Linked DNA regions of Mus musculus: regions 1, 2, 3, 4, 5 and 6 are each linked to region 7. Evidence: chromatin contacts called from public HiCAR-type, HiChIP or PLAC-seq and promoter capture Hi-C data. All regions are on one chromosome and are shown on one strand. Each heading gives the region's core, a stretch centred on a gene start, on an enhancer-like site or on the middle of the called end of the contact. The rest is flanking DNA. Distances are from core to core; before and after follow the strand shown.

Region 1 (3,101 bases), core at 334-2,833, 1.1 Mb after region 7:
TATAATACCCAACAGCAGGCCCATCACCTAAGTCAAAACATATATTTATTTTGTTTCTAAGATTGGTTTTCATTGTGGGTTTTTTTTTTTTTTCTTTTACTCGAGACAGGGTTTCTCTGTGTAGCCTTGGCTGTCCTGGAACTCACTTTGTAGACCAGGCTGGCCTCGAACTCGAAATCCGCCTGCCTCTGCCTCCCAAGTGCTGGAATTAAAGGCGTGCGCCACCACTGCCCGGCTTCATTGTATTTTTACAAGGCACTGCAACAATAGCCTTAAACTACCAGACTTTCCAATCCTCCTGCTTTTAACTCCCAAGTGCTGTTTTATGAGATTCTAGAAATCAGATTTAAGGCTTTGTACATGCTATATAAGTACACTACCAACAGAGCTACAAACTTTGGATTTAGTTTATGTTATCTTCCTTCACAGGGTCTCAACTTTCCAGCCGGGGGATGGTCATGCACTTAATATCCTCTTCTCCCACATGCGAGGATTACGGATGTGTGCCACTATACCTGGGTAGAACATGTACTTTTTTGGTTACGTTTCTGAGTCAGGGTCTCATTATGTAGTGCTGGCTGGCCTGAAATTCACTATGTAGATTAGGCTAACCTTGGAAATGTAGTGAACTTCCTGCTTCTGCTGGGATTACAAGTATGCACCACTACGCCAGTTGCTTAGAGCATGTACTTTGTGACTCCAGGGACATAGACACATGTACACTCATCTATACACCAGAACCATCCTGCTAGGGTGTAAGTAGTCCTCCTCCTTGGACCACATCCCAGACTGGTGACATCAGAATCTCTGGAAGATATTTTTTTAACAGCTCAAAGAATTCTATTCTGTTCCCAAACTGAGAATCATACCTCTGAACCCTGCTGAGTGTTCTTTGTTCCTGTGGACTGAATCACGTGTCAGGGCTCTCCTTTCCTATATCTACCTTTGTCCCACTTTGGGCTTCATTTTCCTGCAATCCAGTTTTCTTGTTTCTCCTCTCTCTGCTTCCTTTAACCACTGTGAACTTGAGAGGTCCTAAAACCCCATACCTTCACAGCAACAGTGATGTCCCTTCAGCCCAGGACTTAGACATCTTTTAATGCCACCCACCCATAAGTCTGCTTATCCCAGTTGATGATGCTTTGGGTGCATAGCCCTGGCTGATGGGGCATTTGTCACCTTAACAGGGAAGTCCTGTTGAGAGTACAAATGGTGAAACAAGGTAGATGAAGCAATACAGGAGGACAGATATGTCCTCACCATTGCAACAGCCATATCCTAGGTCTACCTCTTTAGAGACGTCTTAAGACCCAGAGAAAGCCATAAAATCCCCACTAAGGTGCTGTGACTGTCCTGAGTTTGTCCTAAGCTTGCCTCTTCAGAGACAAAGCTTGTCAGGACCCCAAAGTGTTAAAACTAAGGGGGACAATAGGGAATCAAGAGGCTAGTAGGAGCTAGGAAACTTGTGCTTTATAGATGTGCTTAGGTCTAATGACCTGACTTTGGGGACAGTAGTGGACAGGCAGGAACTCAAGGAGGGGACAGAAAGGCTATCTCCGCCTCCTTCCTCCTCTGCCCTCCCCAGCCCAACAGCTCCGACTTGGTGTGTCAGCCCGTGGAGCAGAAACCACACTTAACTTCCTCAAGGCAGAAGCCTAAGCTCAGAGCTCATTCACCCTGTGGTTCATCATCCCCTGAAGCCATGGTGAGTCCTCAAGCCCCCATTGGAAGTTCATTCAGGTAACAAGGGTCCCAAGTAGAAACTGGGGAACTGGTAAATATGCCCTCATGGGTAACCTAGCAGAACAGAGCTAGAACAGTCTTGGGGATGAGATGGCACAGGAAAAGATAAGAAACAACCAAGGCATAATAGCTTGAGCTCTTGTGGACCAGCTTTGTATCTGTGACTGCAAGGCAGTGTGGTGCTGGTTGGGTCTGCCTGGAATGATATACCCTCAATCCAGGTCAGCAGCTGGGATATAAGCAGAGGTTTCCTGTGAAGTGATTAAATGGGTCACGCACCTGCTACACCAGTCCCCATCTCCAGTCCGTTACCCAAGCTGTGCTCTGCTAAACCCTTCCTTATCTACCCTTGTGGTCATCAACTCACTTAGACTGGGGCTTCAACAAAGAAATGTCTGACCCCAGGCAAGAATTGCTTCCTTCCCAGAGATCCTTCTGAGTCCATCTCTAGATAGATTTACAAGGTTCTGTCCTCTCTGTCCTCCAATCTTTTTTACCCTTGGTGAAGATAGGCTGGGGATATCTACCAGCACCTATGGCAAAGAGCAGGTCAGACTTGAGAGCACCAGAAATGTTCTAAACATATCATATAGTGCCTGTACATTTGGGGAGCCTCCCTTCTGGTCCTCATGAGACATGTCAGGGACTATGACACCTAATACCCACATCTTAGATAGATGTATGTAGAGCTTGTTAACTTAGTTAGAATGGCTAGCCAACAAGCCCTAGAGGGCCTCCTGGCCTAAGCTCTCCAGAGCTAACTAGGATGACAGGTACTGCTCCTGACTTTGTTATGTATGAGTACTGAAGCTAGAACTCAGGCTTGCATGACAAGTACTTTACCTACTGAGAAATCTCTCTAGTCCCCCCAACTAAATTTTAACAATTTATAGTCAAAATGGGTATGGTGGTATACACCTGTAATGCCAGCACTCAGATGGCTGAAGCAGTAGAACTGTTGAATCCCAGCCTGGGCTACATAGTGAGAAACTGACTTAAAATAAACAAAAAACAAAAAAAGGAAAGGAAAGGAAAAAGGAAAAAGGGAAAAGGGAAAGGGAAAGGAAAGAAAAAGAGAGGGGGGCGAGGAGAGGAAGAGAGAAGAGGAGAGGAGAGAAGAGAGAAGAGAAAAAGAAAAGCAAGCAAGCAAGCTAAACTAATGGTGGCACACACCTGTAATCTCAGCACATGGGAGGCAGAGGCAGAAGGTTATCCTCAACTATAAAGCAAGTTTGAGGCCAGCCCAGGATATATGAGACCCTGCTTCAAAAAACAAATTAAAAAAAAGGAGGAGGAAGAGGAGGAGGAGAGGACGATGACAAAAAACCCTCATCACTGGGAAGATATAGTTCATTGCT
Region 2 (3,224 bases), core at 328-2,827, 1.3 Mb after region 7:
ATGTGACTGGATGGAAGCATACAGGACAAAGGATCTGTATCTGTAAGATGTAAGAGGATGTGTCTAGTCTAGGAGCCGGGGTGGGGGTGTGCTTACTCTGGTTTTCCCTTTTATAGTTACATCAAGAGATGTTGGAGGGTTCCAAACCTCGGGAACGCACACACATCCACACACAGCCCTGGATTCCTTTGCATGATGTCCCTGAGCTACACCACCATCTCCCAGAACCCCTGAAACTTTAGCTCCTTATGATCTGCCTTCCTCTACTTGTTCTGGTTAACGGCTAATAAGATTTTGGGAAGATTCTTGCTGGGAAAGAATGGTGGGGTGGTCTGGCCAAGCAGGATCATAAGTGAAGAGGGTGCAATATATAAAAATACCCTTGATGAGAGCCTAGTGAGCCCACAGGAACCCAAGGCCAGAATCTCTTTCTTTCCTATTAAGGTGGACCTGACAAGAAGGCTAAGGATTGGAATGGCAAGTGGGGTGGTTGGGGAGTTGCCAGATGACAGCAAAGACCAGAGATACTCACTGTGTAAGTGGGTGGCGTTGGGAGTCAAGCCAATGAGCTGGGTCATCTTGGGAAGCCTCTTTCCCCTCGAAGTCTTGTCTACTCCATTGTCTAGGTGCGTGGGGGCCAAGAGGTCTATCTAAGACCGGGCAGGAAACGGGTGGTTAGATCTTTTGACTCATGCCATAACAACTGCTTAGCCACATTTCATCACTACATTTCACCCCCACTTTGTTTCCTCTTTCCCATTTGGGCCAATTGCTGGGGTAATTACCTGGCTCTGAAGATTCTGTATTCTCAGATTCTGCTTTGATAGGTATCTCTGCTGCTGGGCCACCTTCTGGAACAATTGCTGGATCTTGCTGTTTTGAGCCTTGAGCTGAGTCTGAAGATATGCAAGGCTAGTGAAGACCTGGCTTTATGTCGGCAACCTCCTCTTATTCACCCTCCCTTCTACCCTTTCACAGTCTGCTCTGAGGCCCTTCTCCACCCAGGTCCTGGAGTACTAGACTCGTTAGTCTAAGTAGAGTCAGAGTCCTAGTAGATGCGCCTACCTGCAAACTCTGCAGAGTCTCAGGAGTCTGGCCTTCAGGGACTCTATCCTCGGAGTCTTTGAAGGGTGCATCTTTTCCCTTGGGCCCCTGACAAGCGTTACCACAGGCAGCCATGCGGCGCTCCAGCGCGCCCAGCTGCCCACGGGTGCGCTCCACGTGTTCGCGCAGCCCATGGCCGAGCTGTAGCAGCCCGTGAGCCAGCAAGTTCATCTCGTCCCAGGATGCAAAGCGCGGTGGCTCTGGCTGTGCAGGGCGCCCTTGCGCGCTCAAAAGCCCCGCAGTAGCCGCGCATAGCACCAGGGCAGCGCCTGCTGTCGGAGCGCAGCGCATGATTCTGGGGGTGGCCTTGGGTGCAGCAACGCTAGGACTCCGGAACGCAGGAGTTCAAGACCCAGCAGCTGGAGTTCTGGGGGAGCCGGCTCAGACTTAGACTTGCTCTGGTGCAGAAGAAGATCTGGAGCCCGTAGCTCATAAGCGTTTCACGGTTGCACCTAAAGCCCCACTTTATAAAGCGGGTGTGGGAGTGGGAGGGAGAGCATTGGAGGCGGGGCCCGGGGGCGGAGCGAGTGGCCAAGTTTTAGGGTGCAATGCCACAGGCTTTGTAGTTACGAGTGTGTGTGTGTGGCGTGTGTGTGTGTGTGTGTGTGTGTGTGTGTGTGTGTGTGTATGAAGAGTTCTTGGGGATGGCTGCTTCGCCTTCCTTGCGACCTAATAAGCGACGTGACTGTCTGTGCACTGCATGGTTCATCCTAAGGCCGGAAATTCCCAGCCCTAGCCCGCATCCCAGCCCGGTTCAATGGAGGAAAGGGCGTACAAATCAGGACGTAGATGCCTTCTTTTTTTTTTTTCCCCTTCCCGCTACGTGGATGCCTTCTTGACTGACCCCTTCTCAAGTCAAAAGCAAAGTAGGGCAGAGTTACGTGGCAGAAAGTTCTCTCCCTGGTAGGCTGAGTTCAGATGGCAAGTGGGGGATTACAGAACCTTGCTCTCTGCCTCTTAGAGGCTTCCTGAGATCTTTAATCCACAGACCAGGCGGAACCCCTGCCCCCACTCTCACTTCCACCACCTTTCTGGCTCCCACGCTCTTTCCAGCTCAAGCATTCGTCATTGCAGATGTGTTTGTGAGGATCACTAACACCCTTGTTCAATTAGTCACCTCTTCCTGGCCAAATAGTCAATAGCTGGGATTTCTGTCTACATTGTAGAGATTGCAACCCTAGGCTTCCTCCTGTTGCCTGTCCTCCACCACCAGGGGTCTTGGTGTCCAGGAATTTACCTGCGTTAAAGGAGGATCAGTGTCTGAGGACAGACCTGTCATCCCAGCTCTTGGGGCATGGAGCAGAAGAGTGTGGAATTCATCTTGAGCTACACAAGTGAGTTTAAGAGAGCCTGGGCTACTCTGAGCCAGGTCTCCAAACAACAACAGCAACAACAAAACTGGTGGCACGCACCTGTAAACCCATCACGCAGGACACAGGGGAATAGTACAAGCTACAAGCTAGCCTGCTCTACATAGTAAGTTACAGACCAGTCAACGCTGAAACAGCAAGACCTTGTTTCAAAACAAAACAAAAACAATTCATAGTTATGCATACTTTAACTCCCAGCACTGCAGAGCAAGAAGCAATTGGAGGAAGCTCTGTGAGTTTGAGGTCAGCCTGGTCTACATAGTGAAGTTCCAGGCCATCCAGGAAGAAGACCTTGTCACAAAACAACAACAACAACAACTAAAAAAGCCAGGAGGAACTGGAAATCTATCTTACCAGTTAAGAGCATTTACATCTTTTGCAGGGGATCTAAGTCCAACAGCTCACAGTCACCTATAATTCCAGCTCCAGGAGCTATGGTGACTTTGACCTCCTCAGGCACTCACACACATGCACACAATTTAAAACAGTCATTTAAACATTTAAAAAGCAGGCTGGAGAGATGGTTCAGCAGTTAAGAGTACTGACTGCTCTTCCAAAGGTCCTGAGTTAATTCCCAGCAACCACATGGTGGCTTACAACCATCTGTAATAGGATCTGATACCCTCTTCCGGTGTGTCTGAAGACAGCTACAATGTACTCATATAAATAAAATAAATACATCTTTTTTAAAAAAAATTTAAAAAGCAAACAATCTAGAGAACATCAGCAAAGATTTCCCTTCCACACCCA
Region 3 (3,141 bases), core at 398-2,897, 1.0 Mb after region 7:
CATTTCCTTGGGGGGAGAAAGGACTTTGGCCACTACAGATAAAAACCTATCACTTTAAGACGAAAGCAGTTTCTTACCGAGTCTAACAAGTGTCCAGTCCTTTTGTACTCTCAACTAAATATGATCCTCTCCCACCCTTCCACATGTGGAGTTGTGCTATTGGCCCTGGATATTGGAGAAGAATATAGACTTCTCACCTATGGAAAGAGAGCACAGGACACAGAGACATTCCCAGTCTCTGTGGCATGGACCAAAGATGGATTAGAACACAGGTCCCTGTTAGGCTCTCACCAGTCTGGTTTGGTCTTAGCCACCTCCCCAGTGGGTAACATGAGGAGGTGACAACTTCTAGGAACTGTCATTTCCTCCATGTCAACAGAAGACTCATTTGTGATCTGGTCTTCCAAAGACCAAGTACTGAGCTAACGTATGGTAGGCCCTACATGTGCTGGCTGCTGCTGATAGAGCCAAGTCAGGAAAACAGCAAGGCTGTAAGTGTGAAAACCCAGATTGGGCCAGGAATGGTGTGTACATCTTTGGGCCCCACAATCCAGAGGCAGGAGGATCTCTGAGTTTGAGACCAAATTTGCTACTTACAAACTCCAGACAAGTCAAAATTATACAGTGGAAACCCTATCTCAAAAACAAAAACCACAACAATATCCAGATTTGGGGTGGAGTGACAGTGGGAGGTGCTTGCTGGATAGAAGGCTCAACTGGATAGAAGATTACTTCCTGTAATTTCAGAGGACCACAGTTCAATTCCAAGCACCCATATCAGGTGGTTAACAGATGTAAACTCCCAGAGATCCAGTGCCTCCTGGGTTCCAAAGGTCTCGGTCTCTGTCTCTGTCTCTCTGTCTCTGTCTCTGTTTCTCTCTGTGTCTCTCTCTTTCTCTTTCTCTCTCTCTCTCTCTCTCTCTCTCTCTCTCTCTCTCTCTCTCTCTCTCTCTCAAGGCCAATAGCTCACTTTTCACAACAAGCATCAGGGCATGAGTTTGAATCCCCAGACCCCACATAAAGCCAGATAAAGGTAACAAATATCTGAGACATGGAGATAGGAGGTGGAGACAAGAGAATCCAGGAAGCTTGCAGACTAGCCTGATTTCCACAGTAGGAAAACAACAGTGATGCCTATTTCAAGGAGAAGGGTGAGAACTGGCACTCACCTAAGGTTGTCTTCTGACCTCCCTCCACACATTCATATGCACCCATATAGAAACGCACACAAAGAGAAATACAGACATTAAAGGGAAATAAGTCTTGTGGTGTCTTCTACTCCAGTTAAACTTCCCTTACTAACAGACCTGGCTTTGGAGGAACAGTCTACAGGGAGGACCATAAAGGGTTTCCATGGGAACTCTGAGCAGACACACATCTGAAATGGTACTTCCTTCCCCTGATTCTGAAGAGAACTAAGCGGCCAGTCCTGCAGTCAGCTGATTTGGGTGCTTTTTGCTGTAACTCTTTTCTTGAGGTAGATGATGGATAAAGGACTTTCTCTAGTCTGGCAGTGACTGCCCGCCAACTTTGACCTATCCCTTCAGGGTAAGCTCCAAACGGTTCCCTCAGCCCTGTCATTGCTGCTAGAGCTCAGAGCACTGTCCCCGCCCTCAGCTTCCCTCCCCTGTGGTCATGAGCCCTCCCGCAAAGGAAGTAAAAGAGGGGCTGTTACAAGAGGAACTAGGGCCAAGAGCCTGTGAAGGAGGAGAGCCATGCCAGAGCCACCCCCTAGAACCCTCTGAGCCTGCACCCCTGTCATTACCCACAGGAGCCTACATACCATCCCTCACCATGGTAAGTTGTTCAAGGTGGGATCTGGGAGTGGTAACCTGGTAGCACCCTCAAAACTTGGGGCAATGGTTATGAGAACCACAGAGCCTTCAGAGACAGAGTTCCATAGGACAGCACAGAGCACCCCATGTCCCTCACCAAGAATCAAGCTCCAATCTGCATCTGCCAGGCTGGGTATGAGGACCAATACTGCAACATAAATAGGAAAGAAAGTGTCCCTGAAGGAATTACACAGTCGTCAGGAAGAGAACATGTCCCTTTTCAGGGGCTTAGAGAACTAGGTTATCAACTCATCTCAGAACTAGTCTTCCCCTGCAGTTTGAAACAAGCTCTTCCCTCTCTTAGCCTCTGTTTCTAGAACTCTTATTTAGAAGTTGGTCTGGAGAAAGGAGTGTTTGAGGGGTGTAGGGCTTTTCTTGGGAACATTCATCAGAGGGATCTGTAGGTTTGGCCACTCTCATGGGGTGGGATAACAGTGCAAGTGATCCTAGGTGGTTTGACTATAACAATCACAGGGGCAGATGATAGCTCAGTGCGGGTGCTTGGCTAGTGTGCTCAAGATCCTGGGTATCATCTCTAGCACTGAAAATAAGTCATCATCATCCTCATTTAACTTCCAGGACCAGTTAATTTTACTAAGGAGGAGTTGGAGATGTGGGTGTGCGGCAGAAGATAGCAAAGGATGAAAAGGAGGGGGAAGAGAGAGCTAGGAGAAGAAAAGGAAAAATAGGAATGGAGATAAGGAATAGAAAGAAGAGGAGAGGGAGGGGATGGGGGTTTTCATAGGGGAAACCAAGAAAGGGGATAACATTTGAAATGTAAATAAAGAAAATACCTAATGAAAGAAAGAAAGGAAGGAAGGAAGGAAGGAAGGAAGGAAGGAAGGAAGGAAGGAAGGAAGGAAGAAAAAAAGAGGAGGAGATGGAGGACTAGGTGGAGAAAGGATAGAGGAAAGGTATACAAAGGAGAGACCGTTCTCCCTACTACCCAAGGATGGCAGTGGAGACGCTGCAGACAGAGATGTCACTACAAGTTCAAGTTGAAGTCTGTTGATGATGAGAAGGCTGGAGAATGATCAGCACCATGCATGGGTCTAGACTTAGCAGCATCATGGCACATACAATAAAAGCCAGTAGTGATTACACAAATCACCCCATGGCTCCACAAACCCACAGTTCACTTCAGCTTTCAATTTTTGTCATTCTGTCAATGAGAACAAGGGCATGTTCTTAGGAAAAGAATAGTTGTTGGGGTTCTTGGAGGTTATAGCAAACAGGACTGGAGTGGAGGCAGGGAGGTGAGGTGAAAGAGACCATTTTTTTAGAAAGCCAGTGAGAGCTGGGGCTG
Region 4 (3,104 bases), core at 539-3,038, 1.3 Mb after region 7:
ATTAAAGGTGTGTGACACCACACTCTGCTAAATTACACGATTTTTTTTCAGTTTATCTCTATATGTGATGTGGAGTACCTGTGACGGGCAGAAGACAATTTGCAGACTCTCTTCCACCATGAAGGTCCCAAGATTGAACTCAGGTCATCAGGCCTGGCAGTGTACACAAATACCTACGCTACCTCACCATCCCAGATTGGCTCTGAACTGCAAAGAAATCCTGTCTTAAGTCAGGGTTTCTATTCCTGCACAAACATCATGACCAAGAAGCAAGCTGGGGAGGAAAGAGTTTGTTCGGCTTACACTTCCATACTGCTGTTCATCACCCAAGGAAGTCAGGACTGGAACTCAAGCAGGTCAGAAAGCAGGAGCTGGTGCAGAGGCCATGGAGGGATGTTCTTTACTGGCTTGCTTTCCCCTGGCTTGCTCAGCCTGCTCTCTGATAAAACCCAAGGCTGCCAGCCCAGAGATGGTCCTACTTACAAGGGGCCTTTCCTCCTTGATCACTAATTGAGAAAATGTCTTACGGTTGGATCTTATGGAGGCATTTCCTCAACTGAAGCTCCTTTCTCTGTGGTAACTCCAGCTGTGTCAAGTTGACACAAAACTAGCCAGTACATCCTCCTACCTCCAACTCTGAGTACTGGGATTGCAGGTGTGCACCACTACTGGCCTGTTTCCTGGATAATATGGGCTGTATAAACTAATAAGGAGGAGTAAAAGGGACCATTATTAAAAAGTTTCAGAATAGTACAGGTACTGCATTTAACGTTGTCCATGTGTGGTTTTTCTTTTTTTCCTTTGAGAAAGGGTTCCAGTAATCCAGCCTGGCCTCTGCACTTTTGATCTTCCTACCTCTGCCTCCCAAGTGTTGCGACTACAGGCCTGCACCATCACCAAGGCGGTGTTAGTGATAAAATCCAGGGCTTTGAGCATGCTGCTGCTAGGAATGCTACCAACTGAATCACTTCTCCATGAATATCAAGAGTTTGAACTAGTCGACAGACAGGCCCCAATCTACCCAATTCCAAAGCACCATAATATAGGGTTCCTGCACATGATCCAGGCTCCACTCCAAGGTAGGCCCCGGGTGTGTCAGTCAGTCCTAGAAGGCTCACACCAATCAGGCTTTGTGGGCACGCCCACAACCTTCTCCTTCGCCTTAACACCAGCTACAATCCTGCTTTCAACGCAGTCCGCCCGCCAAACCCAGGAAAGCCCCGCCCCTCGGGACGCCCCGCCCCAACGGCCTCTCCTACCACCTCGGGCCCCACCCCCCCAAGGCCCCGGCCCCGCCCCGGCGCATCCGGGGTCCGTAGGCCTCGCCGAGCCTCCCTTTCCTCACCACTGCGTACTAGGGCCCGAAGCCTAGCGAACTCCACTTGCCCCGGCTTCCTCCGACTCCCAGCCCGGATAGGCCCCGTTGAAGTCCGGGCCTCCACCCTGAGCTCTCTGTTCCTGTAGCACGGCTTCGGCCCTCCAGTCGCTACCGCCACCTCGCCTGTCTGTACCCCACAAGGCGCACCTTTGAATAGGTAATCGTACTCGTCGTCCCGGGTCCCCATTGTCCTGGCGCTTCCGGCGGGATCGGCGACTCCGCAGCCCCACCACAAACACCCGTCGGGGGCGGAACCGGCGCCGCGTAGAGCGGCGGTCTAAAGGCCAGTCAACGGTGAAAGCGGTAGTGACAGGCACCTGGACAAGCCAATCAGGCTGAGAAACCGAGCTCGGGGGGTAGGAGCCTCCTGGGATCCACCCTTCTAGCCCTCGGTCTCCCGGAGAAAGGCGGAAGGAATGCGGACCTTTTTGAAATGACAGATTCAGCAGCCTATCAAAAGCAGATGGGGGAAGGCGGGACGGAACACTTGAACAATGAAGTGGATTGACAGAGTGCGTAACCAATGAGAGACTGAACTCAGACTGGGCCTTCCAGCGAACCTGTAGGGGAAGGGAAATTGAGCTACCTCTAGGTGACGTTACGGACTTTAACGTCCTGATGACATCATAGATCAGTGGGTCTCCTCCGACCTCTTATTCTAGCCCCATAAATGACCATTTCCGGGCGTATGTTCGTTGATTGGGGGTGCCTTCTCTGGGTTGCAGTTCCCCAGTTCTTTGTTTAAATACAAAGCTTATGTCAGTACCTCCAAAACAAATGGGGATCCTAGGCTTTTTTATTTGTTCCTCTTCTCAAAAAGTTCTCTTGTTTTCTGCTTTCACCATTACTCATATTTTTTCTTTTCTTTTTTTAAGACAGGTTTTTCACTATGAAACCCTAGCTAGACTGGAATTGGTGATATGGATCAGACTATACCTGTCTGATTTTCTTTTTTCTTTATTGTTTTTTTTTTTTTTTTTTTTTTTTTTTTTTGTGACAGGGTCGCACCATGTAGCCCTGGCCATCTGGAACTTGCCCTGTATAGACCAGGCTGGCCTTGAACACAGAGAGCTGCCTGTCTCTGCCTCCCAAGTGCTGGGATTAGAGGCATTGGCCACCACCACCCAGCTTGATTTTGTTTGTTTGCTTGTTTGTTTGTTTGTTTGTTTGTTTGTTGAGACGAGGCCTCAAGTTACCCTGACTAGCTTCATATTGAAGAGGGAGTAGAGATAGAGAAAGGGAGAGAGAGTGGCAAGGAGGGGGGTGGAGAGAGAAGAGGAGAGGCCGGCCAGGGAGAAGGGGCAGAGTGTAGGATAAGAGAGGAGGGGGGCAAACAGCCCCTTTTCTAGTGAGTTAGTCATACCTAGCTATTGCCAGGTAACTGGGAGCCTAGAAGGAATGATAACAATACATATTTACTTTGAACTAACTTCTTTTTTTCTTGTTCTGTTTTATTTGGAGCACAGGGTCTCCCTGCCTAGAACCTGATATTTAACACTGAGAGATCCACCTGGCTCTGCGCCGCTAAACACGCCACCTCGTGCTAGCCAACTTTGAACTTATGATTCTCTTGTACACTGGTAACTTGGAAGTTACCTCTCGGGGGCTGGAGAGATGGCTCAGTGGTTAAGAGACTGACTGCTCTTCCAGAGGTCCTGAGTTCAATTCCAAGCACATGGTGGCTCACAACCATCTGTAATGGGATCTGATGCCCTCTTCTGGTTTG
Region 5 (3,233 bases), core at 340-2,839, 1.2 Mb after region 7:
ATTCACAGAGGCACACATACATTTAAAAAAAAAATGGTATGGTGGCACACAAGCTTAGTCCCAGCACCTGGAAGGCAGAGGCAATCCAATCTCTAAGTCAGCCTGTTCTCCGTAAGGAGTTCCAGGACAGCCAAGGCTACAGAGTAAGACCTCAAAAATAAAAGAACTAAACAATACCAAAGTTACACTAAATAACCCAGCGGAACCTTGAAGTCTTCCTGCCTCAGCCTCCAGAGCACCTGACCTAACAGGCCTGTACCACCATGCTCCATGCCCTAGGCACTTTATTCTGCCTCTGTCACTGATACTGTATGTCTTGATTCAAGTTAATTTGCTTTTCTGGGCCTCATCCATCTCTTTCTTACTTTAGGGTGTGTGTGTGTGTGTGTGTGTGTGTGTGTTGTTTTTCTTGGCAGTACTGAGATAAAACAAGGGCCTAGTGCATGCTAGGCAAGTACTGAGCTAGACCCCCAGTCCAGAAACTAAGTTCTAATCCCAGAAGCTCTACTTCCTATTTGCTGTATGGCCTTGGGCAACAGCTTTAACTTCCCTGAACTTCAATTTACTCATTTAGATGAAAGGAATTACTTTTAATACTTCTACCTAGTATGTTTCCCACTAACCACATTAATTCTGACTACAGAGTTTTTTTAAAAGTGTTTTCCCCAGGCATGGTGGCGCACACCTTTAATCCTGGCACTCGGGAGGCAGAGGCAGGCGGATTTCTGAGTTCGAGGCTAGCCTGGTCTACAAAGTGAGTTCCAGGACAGCCAGGGCTATACAGAGAAACCCTGTCTCGAAAAACAAAACAAAACAAAAAAAGTGTTTTCAATTATATTTATTTTGCTTGTATTTTTGCATATGTATGTGGTGTATATTCATGCAAGGGTGTGTCTATGGAGTCCAAATGACAACTTTCTGTTGTCAGTTTTTCTTTCACCATATGAGACCTCAAGACTGAACTCAGACAACAAGCACCTTGACCAGCTGAGCTATCTTGGCAGTCCCTGACTACTGTTTGAAAAACAACATTTTCAGTACAGTGCACTGAGTAGCTTTTTGTGAAGCGCCCCAACTCTTTATAATGTTAATAATCACCCAAACAGAACCGTTATGAAGAGGGTTTCAGAGTGACATTAGTCACTTATTGACCTCCTACTGTATGCCAGGCGCTTTTCTCATCAGCCATTTCCTAAATCATGTTGGCTCCGAGATGACCCACTTTTCCTAGATGGGGAAACCGAGGCTCACAGAGGTTTCTCCTGCGTGGCGAGGCTCGGAGACCTCTCACCAACCTTGAAATGATAATTGAGGTGCCTGCGTCCTGAGCAGGGCTAAGTAAGGCCAAGGGTAGCGCCCTATCTGTCCCGCTCGAGTACTCAGCCGGAGGCTCGAACCCGGAACCTGGGAAACCTGCCTACATACTCGGGTCAGGCCCATTCGCTGTTCCGTGCCTACCTGTTCCGCGGCCGGGCCGGGCGACCGCGCAGGCCCCTCGGTTCTCCCTGGCCCGGGTCCCGGCCCGGCCCGGCCCGTCAGCAGCGGCTTGCTCCGGCTCCGGCGAGCACCTGCGTCCGGGCACCGCCCGCCGAGCAGACAGCACGGCGAACCAATGAAGACTGCCTCTGAGTATCATCTGCCAATCAGCATACACGCCCCGCCCAAGAAGGTGGGGCCTTCAAAATACGGGACGTCCTGGGCGGTCCAGGCCCCGCGGCGCCGCAGCTTCTGACTCCGCCCCTGCTGCGTTCTGGCTCCACCCCCAAAATGGACCCCGCCTCATCCCAGCTCCTCCCCCATCCCAATCTCTGGCTGTAGACTTGCTGCCAGAGCCTGGAGCAGAACAAAGGCGAGCTTAAGTAAACAACTTCACACTTGCCAAATAACTTCTTTCCGCCTTCTTCTCCGCTCCCCCCGGCCCCCGTTTGTTTGTTTGTTTGTTTGTTTGTTTGTTTGTTTGTTGTGTTTTTTAAAGACAGTTTTAATGTAGATCAGGCTAACCTCGTACTCACTCTGTAGCCAAGGATAACCTCTCTGATCCTCTGGCCTCCACCTTCCCAGTTCTATCGGGAGCTAGAATGGAATGAAGTTTTTCTTCCGTGCTAGGCACAAACAGTGTGAACTGAGCTACATTTTTATCACACTTACCAATCCTAGGGTGGCTATGATCACATTTTGCAGAAGGAAATCCGCCCAAAGGGGTTAGAGTTCTGTGGAGGAAACTAAAGCCATCATCATTTACTCATCAATTATTCAAGCAAGACATACATTCAAAAAATGGAGCAACAGATGGTAGAAAGAGCTGTTGAGATAGATCAGCGGGCAAGAGCTCTTGCATGGCAAACATGAGGATCTGAGTTAAAATCCCCAGCATCCACATAAAAGAGCTGAATAGGGCCTCGAACTCCTGTAACCTCAGTGCTGTAGATGGTGTAAACAGGAAGATGGCTGGGGTTTGCTGTCTGCCAATCTAGCACTGGTTTCAGTGAGAGAACACTTAGCAGTACTTGCCTAGCATACACAAAGCCCTGGGCTTGGTCATACATGCCTATAATCCCAGCACCCAGGAAGTTCAAGGTCACCCTCAACTACACAGAAAGCAAGGCCAACCATATGAAGGAAAACCAAAAAGATCAAAATTCTGTAGGAAGCATTATTATGGTCCAGGCATGTGCAAGACCCTGGGGACACATTAACTAATATAAATATTGTGAGACAAACATTAGCGGTTTTTAATCATTGTGTTTGCTTATTTGTTAGAGACAGGTCTTACTGTGTAGCCCAGGTCCTGCCTCACCCTCACAAGCGTAAGATTATAGGCATATGCCACCACAGCCCCACGTTATTAGTATGAATTATTATTCTTACAATGCCTGTGATGGAGCCAGCAGCCTGATACATTAGGTAGGTGCTCCACCACTGAGCCACACCTTAAGCTTCATGGTGGTGGTGGTGGTTATGGTGATGCTGATTTGGTTTGGTTTGGGTTGGGTTTTTGATAGAGGGTTTCCTAAAGCCCAGTGTGGCTTTGAAGTGGATATACAGACAAGGATGACCTGGAAATCCCGCTTCCAAGTTCTAAGTGTGGGCATGCCTGGCATGAGTCACCACGCCCGGCTTTAGTAACATTTTTTTTAATTTGCCCACAGAATATGAACATATAAGAAACAATGTAGAATCACTTTTGTTCAGTTCCAACAGCAACAGTAAAAAGAAGTTTAAAAAGTTAGATG
Region 6 (3,182 bases), core at 418-2,917, 1.3 Mb after region 7:
CCTAATAAAAGTATTTCTACTAAGTTCGTATTGTGTGGATGGAAGCAGTAGGAACAAACACCTATGGGGAGGGGGGCTTTCAAAGCAGAGTGCATGGTCACTGGAGTTTTTATAAAGCCAAGACGCTGCTGGAAAAACCAATTTCTAGACAAGAATTAATATAAATGCTTTATTTAACAGTTGCAGATCATTCCGTGGGCTAAGTAGTGGATATCCAGAACCCTGTAAACAGACCCAAGCATTAGATAGAGTGCCTTTCTTACCTCCTAACAAGTCCCTCCCAAGGGTTGCCACTTACCCACCAGCTGCAAGATTAACGCAACCTTCGAGCTTCTCTTTCTGACTCCAATAGGGTGAGCACGTCACCCTCTCGAACGGGGCCTTTGACATTTCGGATGATAGAGCGGCTGGTGTCATCCATGAATTCCACTCGCACCTACAAGCCCAATACAAGAGTTAAATGCTGCTACTTACTAGTGGGGTGGAAAGGTAATATGGACCAGAGCCTGGGACAGGGGCTGGTCAGGTCAGATGGTTCAGCAGTTACAAGCATTTGTTACTCTTAAGGTCTCATTTGCCAGACCAAAGGCATTGAATCACTCACATGATAGGGTCTCTGTAGCCTGATCTGACCTTGAAATCCTGTGATCCTTCTGGAATTACAACACCCTCCCCACTTACAATTTTATCTGGGTGCCTCCAACTTACTTCAGGCTGGCCCTGATCTACGGGTCCCCCTACCTTAGTTTCTTAATTAGCTGTGATGGGAGACCTGGGTATAAGCCAGGGGAACGAACGGTCAGGGCATCTTTAGCCTAGGCTTGTCTGTCTCCTGGAGTAGGTGAGATGCCCTACCGTTCTTGTTCTATGTGGTGGACCGAGGCAAGCACACTATCAACAGTGGCCCAGGTTTTTTCGGTACTGGATCATTTTGTAGCCTAAGCTTGACTGGAACTCCAAGTGAACTTCCTTAGACATCTTTAATTACTAGCTTTGAGTTCAGTACTCAAGTTTTTTCGGGTTCTTTGTATGGTAAGCAAGTCTACTACTGACACACAGGTCCCGCCAACTCCACCTCTTTAAAAACCAAATCTTTTAGCTGGGCAGTGGTAGCCCGCGCCTTTAATCTCAGCACTTGGGAAGCAGAGGCAGGCGGATTTCTCAGTTCGAGGACAGCCAGGGTTACACAGAGAAACCCTGTCTAGAACACCCCCCCCCCCCCAACAAAAAACCACCAAAGCTTTCAAAGGCAGTCTTACTACGGTATCCGCGTTTCTTACAAAGTCATATCCTCCCTGAACCTAGCTACTAGAATTAAACGTCACCAAATCCAGTTATAATCCTGGTACTCGGGAGGACTCCGCTCCGACCCCAGGAAGTGGTCCGAATGTTCCCATCACTCACCTGCGTGCACTGTCCCTGCGAACCGGTCCTGCCCAGCACTTTGGTTACCTACAGGAAATAAGGGAAAGTTAGGCTCGACATGTTCAGCTTTCTTCTCTCTTTATTCAGGTTTCTAAACACCCGCAGTCGCCTCACCCTAGCCAGCTTGATGGGCTGCACGCGACTCGTGTCCATGATGGCGGCGATCTGGCGGAGAGGAGTCACGTGAGCAGGGGATGCCTTTTATAGTCGGCTCTGACCACGCCTCACTTTCGCTCTCGCGAGACCGCACGCGGTACCCAGGAATCCTCGGGACAGAGTCGTCACCAGCGTCCTTCGGAGCGGAAGGAATATGGCGTCCGCTACTCGCGTTATCCAAAAGCTGCGGAACTGGGCGTCTGGGGTGCGTGTGCTGTTCCGATCCGGGCCGGGAAGGATTTGGGTTCTGTACGCCCTTGAATCCTATCCCCCTTAACATCTCCTTAGTTCAGTGGATAATCCAGGATCCCTGAATTTGTGACTCCAGTAGTCAGACTCAAGGTCCTAAATGTTTTTGGCCGGGTTACTGGGATTTCCTTGGCCTTAGATTGCCTGGCTTTAGCTCCCCCCCGCCCCGCCCCTCTTCCTATCCCTTTCTCTCTTCGCCTCATTTGTCTCCCACGTGAGACCAGGTGTTTCCTCATCCCCCGTATCAGCTTGGAATCTTTGTTTGTTTGTTTGTTTTTGTTTTTGTTTTTCTTTTTCGAGACAGGGTTTCTCTGTGTAGCCCTGGCTGTCCTGGAACTCACTTTGTAGACCAGGCTGGCCTTGAACTCATAAATCCGCCTGCCTCTGCCTCCCGACTAGGATTAAAGGCATGCGCCACCACGCCCGGCTATCAGCTTGGAATCTTGTGCCCCTGTTTTTGGAAGGCTGAGGACCAGTTTTTAGATTTTGGAAGAAAACAAAGAGGTCAGGGAAGCTGTAGATCTCTGCAGCTCCTGGGAGGTTGGAGATGGATAAGAGGAGAGATAATTTAGGGTCCAAGAAAGGAGGTATATCTAGCACTGGAGCTTAGTAAGCAACTGTTTGGGTGAGAATTCCCATAATGTTAGGGTAAGCACGTTTAGTATATTGACCCATATACAGAGGAGATTTTCTTTAAAAGGAAGGCTTTTTAGGTTAGATCTTGGAAAGGCTGGAAACTTAGCCTTAAAGTTTTGTAAGCCATGCCCTTGCCTTTCTTCATATGCATGACTTGTAAACTTACCCTAACTGGCTACTTCTGTTCGCTAACCCTATCCTGGGGTTCCCTAGTTTCTGACTTCTTCTCTCCTCCCACAGCAAGACCTGCAGGCGAAGCTACAGCTGCGCTACCAGGAGATCGCCAAGCGGTGAGCAGGCCGTGCTTGCTGCCTTCATCCTGACATTCTTCCACCAAACCCAAGGCTGGCCATAGTGGTACAGTCTTTAATCCCAGCACTCGGGAAACAGGCAGGCTGAGTTCTGAGTTCAAGGCCTGCCTGATCTACATGATGGGTTCCAGGTTAACCCCTGTCTAATAAACAAACGTGAAAAAACAACCCTAAATTTGCTGTTCTCTTGAACTTTCCTTGGAGAATTGAGCAGAGATCTTTCTTGTCAGGCTGTGAAAGCAAAAATTTAACTTTTAACTTCATTGGGTTGTCTTGGAATAGTTAGGAGATAGGTTGTATTATTTGTTGGTCTCTTGGGTAGCTTTGCAGTCTTCATTGTGACCACCCACATGAAATGCTATGTTCTCAAGCTACTGAAGGGGGAGGATGAGGCCCATGTAGGCC
Region 7 (3,123 bases), core at 189-2,688:
TGAAGATTCTTTTGTCAGATGATAGAACAGCAACACACTTGCTTGCTTGTGTTCTAGGTCCATTTCCTTGGCATACCCTTAAAAGTCTGTGAACTAACATTTTATTTATTTGTGTGTGTGTGTGTGTGTGTGTGTGTGTGTGTGTGTGTGGGCACACGTGCCTGTCATGCCATGGGTGTGGAGGCCAGAGGACAGTTTGCAGGAGTCAATTCTCTCCTTTCATCATGCTGGTCAGTTCTATGGAGCAGAGTGAAGCTGTTAGTCTTGGCTGCAGGTGCATTCACACTGAGCCATCTTCCTGTCCCCTGAGATAGCTTAGCGTCCTTTCACCCTGAGCTAGAATCTTATCTGCCTCTTGTAGTGAGATATTTCTTAGAAGCAGCAGATCCATGCTTGTGCCTTTATCTGGGGTGCAGTTGAGACTGAGAACACCCGAGTTATTGAAAGGTGTTTGTTGATTCCTGCAATTTTGTTGATTTTGTTTTCCTCCTTCTTCCTCTCTTGCTTTAATAATATTCTAGTGTGTTTTATTTATTTATTTATTTATTTCCTGGACTTTGTGGCCTGATTTCCCCCTCTTCAGCCTGAAGGATTCTATCAAGCATCTTCTGTAGAGCTGGCTCAGTGCTCATAAATGCCTTTGTTCTATTTTTACCGCTGATAGTTAAAAAAAATGTCCTTCTTTATGACAGACAGCTTTTCTGGATGCAGCAGTCTGGGTTGGCAGTTATAGATATCTTTTACGGCTTGAAGTCCGTCACTTGCGCATCCTTGGGCTTTTACCCTTTCAGTTGAATGAATAATAGTGTTATTCAGATGGGCCTGCCTTTGTATTGTGAATGGTGTTTTTCTCTTGGAGCTCTCAACGTGGTGCTGCTGACCCGGAGCCCACAACCCCCTCTCTCTTCTCGCCTGCCTGGATTTCCCCACGACTGGCGGCTCAGCTTGACCCCTCCCACCTACTTCCTAACTGAACTCTGGTCCCTCAGCTGGGAGTTTTAATCTTCAGAATCTCTTTTAGTCCGTTCCAGCACGGCCGGATTCTTTGTTTCTGGAAGTCTTGTCTCCACTCGGAACCTGGATTACTTGGAGGGAGAATTCTGCCAGGTTGTGCAGCTGGTAGGCAGAGGCTCGGATCCTTTCAGTCCGAACTGGAAAACACTGCCTGCTGCCCTCTAGCCTGCAGGTCCTCAGAGGACCTGCGGAGCCTAGTGAGAACGGGACAGATTGTAAACTTTGGGTCTCTAGACACCTTTGTCTTGGTTCAGATGGAAGGTGTTGAATCCTGAGGACCCTGCTTGCCTGGACATGTGACCCTGGATTGGCTCCAATTGCTTCGGGTTGGCCCCGCCCCCGCCCCGCCCCCGCCCCCGCCCCCCGCATTTTGATATTCTACCCAGGCTGGGAGGAGGGCTCTGGGCCACCGAGGGATTGGCTCAGTCCAGCTCATCGTCCTGCTCAGCCGGTAGCCAGGATCAAAAACATTTCCAGGGAAGAGCGGACGTTTCTGGGACGCATTACTCCTGAGAAAAGGTGCCGGACTTGGGACACACGGAAGGCCCCTACTGAACAGTGGAAGCTCTGTTACAGCTGGGGTGGCTCTGCAGGCAGGCCTGATTTCCCAGTTACTACGCTACATACCTGTGCTTCAGTCTAGGCCAACGCAGACTATAAACAGATCCTATCTGCCTCTCTCCTGCCTGATTCTCTGTCTCTCCGTAGCCCTGGGTGTCCCTTTTCCTTCCTGTGTTCTAGTCCTCTAAGTCACCATCTCTGTCCAGTGACCATGGAGGGCCACCTCTGTCTCCTGGGCCTCAGGATCTCACTTCTGGCCTATCTTTCTTGCAGGATGCTACAGCTGGGCCTGTCCTGGCTGGGACTGGGGCCTGGAGCTGCCTTCCCATGGCAACTTCTGCAGTTGGTTGGGGCCTCCTTGTTCCTGGCTCGAATTCTGACCTGGATTTGTGCCTTCTATGACAACTACTGCCGTCTCCGCTGCTTCCCCGAGCCCCCTTCGCGGCACTGGTTTTGGGGTCACATGAGCATGGTGAGTGTGGCAGCAGGTAGGTCTGGTGTGTCAGGAAAGGCTCTTAGGAACCTGGGAGTCGTGAGAGGGTGGAGAGGTGAGGGAGGGAGGCTGAGTGAGTCTCTATCTAGTCACATACCCGGCATATCTACTCCTGGCCTCTGTCTACACCACGTTTTGAGGCTTTTTTCTTTTTTGCCCTTTCTCGTTCCCAGCTAACTTCGGATCACATTCTGATAAGAACTCATGTTTTAAGATCTCTTTCTGTTGCTTGTTCAGTCCTGTTCTGTGTTGTTAGTGCCCCCCACCCCACCCCACCCCAGGATAGGTTGAGGGAGCAGAGCTCTCCCCCTCAATGTGCTATTTCACTTAACGTTGTTGGAGTTGAGCCTTTCTAGTGGAATAAATTGGGTATGCTCCTTTCTTAGCCCATCTCTGCTGGCCAGAGTCTCTTGAGGGACAGCGATGCTGAATGGCAGAAGTTGACATCCCTCCTCTCCAATTTTTAAAATTCTTTCTCTCTCTCTCTCTCTCTCTCTCTCTTTCTTTCTTTCCTTTCTTCCTTCCTTCTTCTTCTTTCTTTTTTTAAATGAGATTTATTATATATTGTATATAATATATAAAACATATAATATATTTTTATATATTTATTATATATTATATAATATATAAAATATATAATATATATATATTATATATTATATATATATTTTATATGTATGTATCTTGCCAACATTGGTGCTTGTGTACCATGTGTGTGCCTATTGCTCAAAGAGTTCAGAAGAAGGCATTGGATCTCCCAGAACTGGAGTTATAGGTGGCTGTGAGCTACCTTGTAGGTTTTAGAAATCAAAACCATGTCCTTTCCAAGATTAACAAGTGCCCTTAACCTCTGAACCATATCTCCAGCCCCACCAATTCCTCCCCTGTCTTATCTAACTCTTCCTCCTCAAAAATGTGTCAGAGGACTCCATTGTCTGAATTAGGTCAGAGTTGAGCACTCTGTTTTCCTCTGTGGTATTGAGGTGACACACTGACTGTCTTGTGCTCCCTAGAAAATGAAGGGTTCCACTACTAGGCCAGCCACTTTTCCTATT

What was found. Promoter capture Hi-C pulls out the DNA fragments that hold promoters and counts their contacts. HiCAR-type assays count read pairs that join an accessible place to other places. HiChIP or PLAC-seq counts read pairs in DNA pulled down with a chosen protein or histone mark.
Region 1: a promoter capture Hi-C map of hippocampal neurons shows a contact between it and region 7, with 4 times the contacts expected there. The contact joins the promoter of Pram1 here to the promoter of Cyp4f17 in region 7. A contact is called at or near these places in 5 of 39 promoter capture datasets (the 3T3-L1 cell line, cranial neural crest, frontonasal cranial neural crest and 2 more).
Region 2: a contact with region 7 is called in a promoter capture Hi-C map of hippocampal neurons, with 4 times the contacts expected there. The contact joins the promoter of Angptl4 here to the promoter of Cyp4f17 in region 7. A contact is called at or near these places in 2 of 39 promoter capture datasets (hippocampal neurons and liver) and 5 of 115 datasets of contacts at active chromatin or transcription factors (embryonic forebrain, embryonic stem cells, forebrain and 2 more).
Region 3: an H3K27ac HiChIP or PLAC-seq map of bone marrow-derived dendritic cells shows a contact between it and region 7, with 4 times the contacts expected there. The contact joins the promoter of Myo1f here to the promoter of Cyp4f17 in region 7. A contact is called at or near these places in 5 of 39 promoter capture datasets (the 3T3-L1 cell line, the C10 cell line, hippocampal neurons and 2 more) and 1 of 115 datasets of contacts at active chromatin or transcription factors (bone marrow-derived dendritic cells).
Region 4: a HiCAR-type map of astrocytes shows a contact between it and region 7, with 3 times the contacts expected there. The contact joins the promoter of Rab11b here to the promoter of Cyp4f17 in region 7. A contact is called at or near these places in 3 of 39 promoter capture datasets (cranial neural crest, hippocampal neurons and liver) and 6 of 115 datasets of contacts at active chromatin or transcription factors (astrocytes, embryonic limb bud, embryonic stem cells and 3 more).
Region 5: a contact with region 7 is called in a promoter capture Hi-C map of liver, with 4 times the contacts expected there. The contact joins the promoter of Marchf2 here to the promoter of Cyp4f17 in region 7. A contact is called at or near these places in 3 of 39 promoter capture datasets (frontonasal cranial neural crest, hippocampal neurons and liver) and 1 of 115 datasets of contacts at active chromatin or transcription factors (pancreatic cancer cells).
Region 6: a contact with region 7 is called in a promoter capture Hi-C map of second pharyngeal arch cranial neural crest, with 3 times the contacts expected there. The contact joins the promoter of Rps28 here to the promoter of Cyp4f17 in region 7. A contact is called at or near these places in 5 of 39 promoter capture datasets (the 3T3-L1 cell line, hippocampal neurons, liver and 2 more) and 2 of 115 datasets of contacts at active chromatin or transcription factors (embryonic hindbrain and forebrain).

What each region holds. Positions count from the first base shown.
Region 1 is chr17:33,636,473-33,639,573 of GRCm38.p6, forward strand. Pram1 (PML-RAR alpha-regulated adaptor molecule 1) reads left to right here and starts at 1,584. Exons shown (of 10, transcript NM_001002842.2): 1 at 1,584-1,705. The coding sequence starts at 1,703.
Region 2 is chr17:33,779,998-33,783,221 of GRCm38.p6, forward strand. It overlaps Angptl4 (angiopoietin-like 4), which reads right to left and starts at 1,578. Exons shown (of 7, transcript NM_020581.2): 1 at 1,066-1,578; 2 at 786-896; 3 at 533-650. The coding sequence starts at 1,395.
Region 3 is chr17:33,554,060-33,557,200 of GRCm38.p6, forward strand. Myo1f (myosin IF) reads left to right here and starts at 1,648. Exons shown (of 28, transcript NM_053214.2): 1 at 1,648-1,797. The coding sequence starts at 1,795.
Region 4 is chr17:33,758,698-33,761,801 of GRCm38.p6, forward strand. Rab11b (RAB11B, member RAS oncogene family) reads right to left here and starts at 1,789. Exons shown (of 5, transcript NM_008997.3): 1 at 1,526-1,789. The coding sequence starts at 1,565. Gm17251 (a long non-coding RNA gene) reads left to right here and starts at 1,161. Exons shown (of 2, transcript XR_003952408.1): 1 at 1,161-1,890; 2 at 2,845-3,104.
Region 5 is chr17:33,717,088-33,720,320 of GRCm38.p6, forward strand. It overlaps Marchf2 (membrane associated ring-CH-type finger 2), which reads right to left and starts at 1,590. Exons shown (of 5, transcript NM_001252480.1): 1 at 1,459-1,590.
Region 6 is chr17:33,822,895-33,826,076 of GRCm38.p6, forward strand. It overlaps Rps28 (ribosomal protein S28), which reads right to left and starts at 1,668. Exons shown (of 4, transcript NM_001355384.1): 1 at 1,540-1,668; 2 at 1,405-1,452; 3 at 299-436; 4 at 142-222. The coding sequence starts at 1,578. The coding sequence ends at 314. Ndufa7 (NADH:ubiquinone oxidoreductase subunit A7) reads left to right here and starts at 1,678. Exons shown (of 4, transcript NM_023202.4): 1 at 1,678-1,786; 2 at 2,707-2,756. The coding sequence starts at 1,736. Kank3 (KN motif and ankyrin repeat domains 3) reads left to right here. Exons shown (of 11, transcript NM_030697.3): 11 at 1-23.
Region 7 is chr17:32,505,046-32,508,168 of GRCm38.p6, forward strand. It overlaps Cyp4f17 (cytochrome P450, family 4, subfamily f, polypeptide 17), which reads left to right and starts at 1,439. Exons shown (of 13, transcript NM_001101445.2): 1 at 1,439-1,533; 2 at 1,849-2,047. The coding sequence starts at 1,850.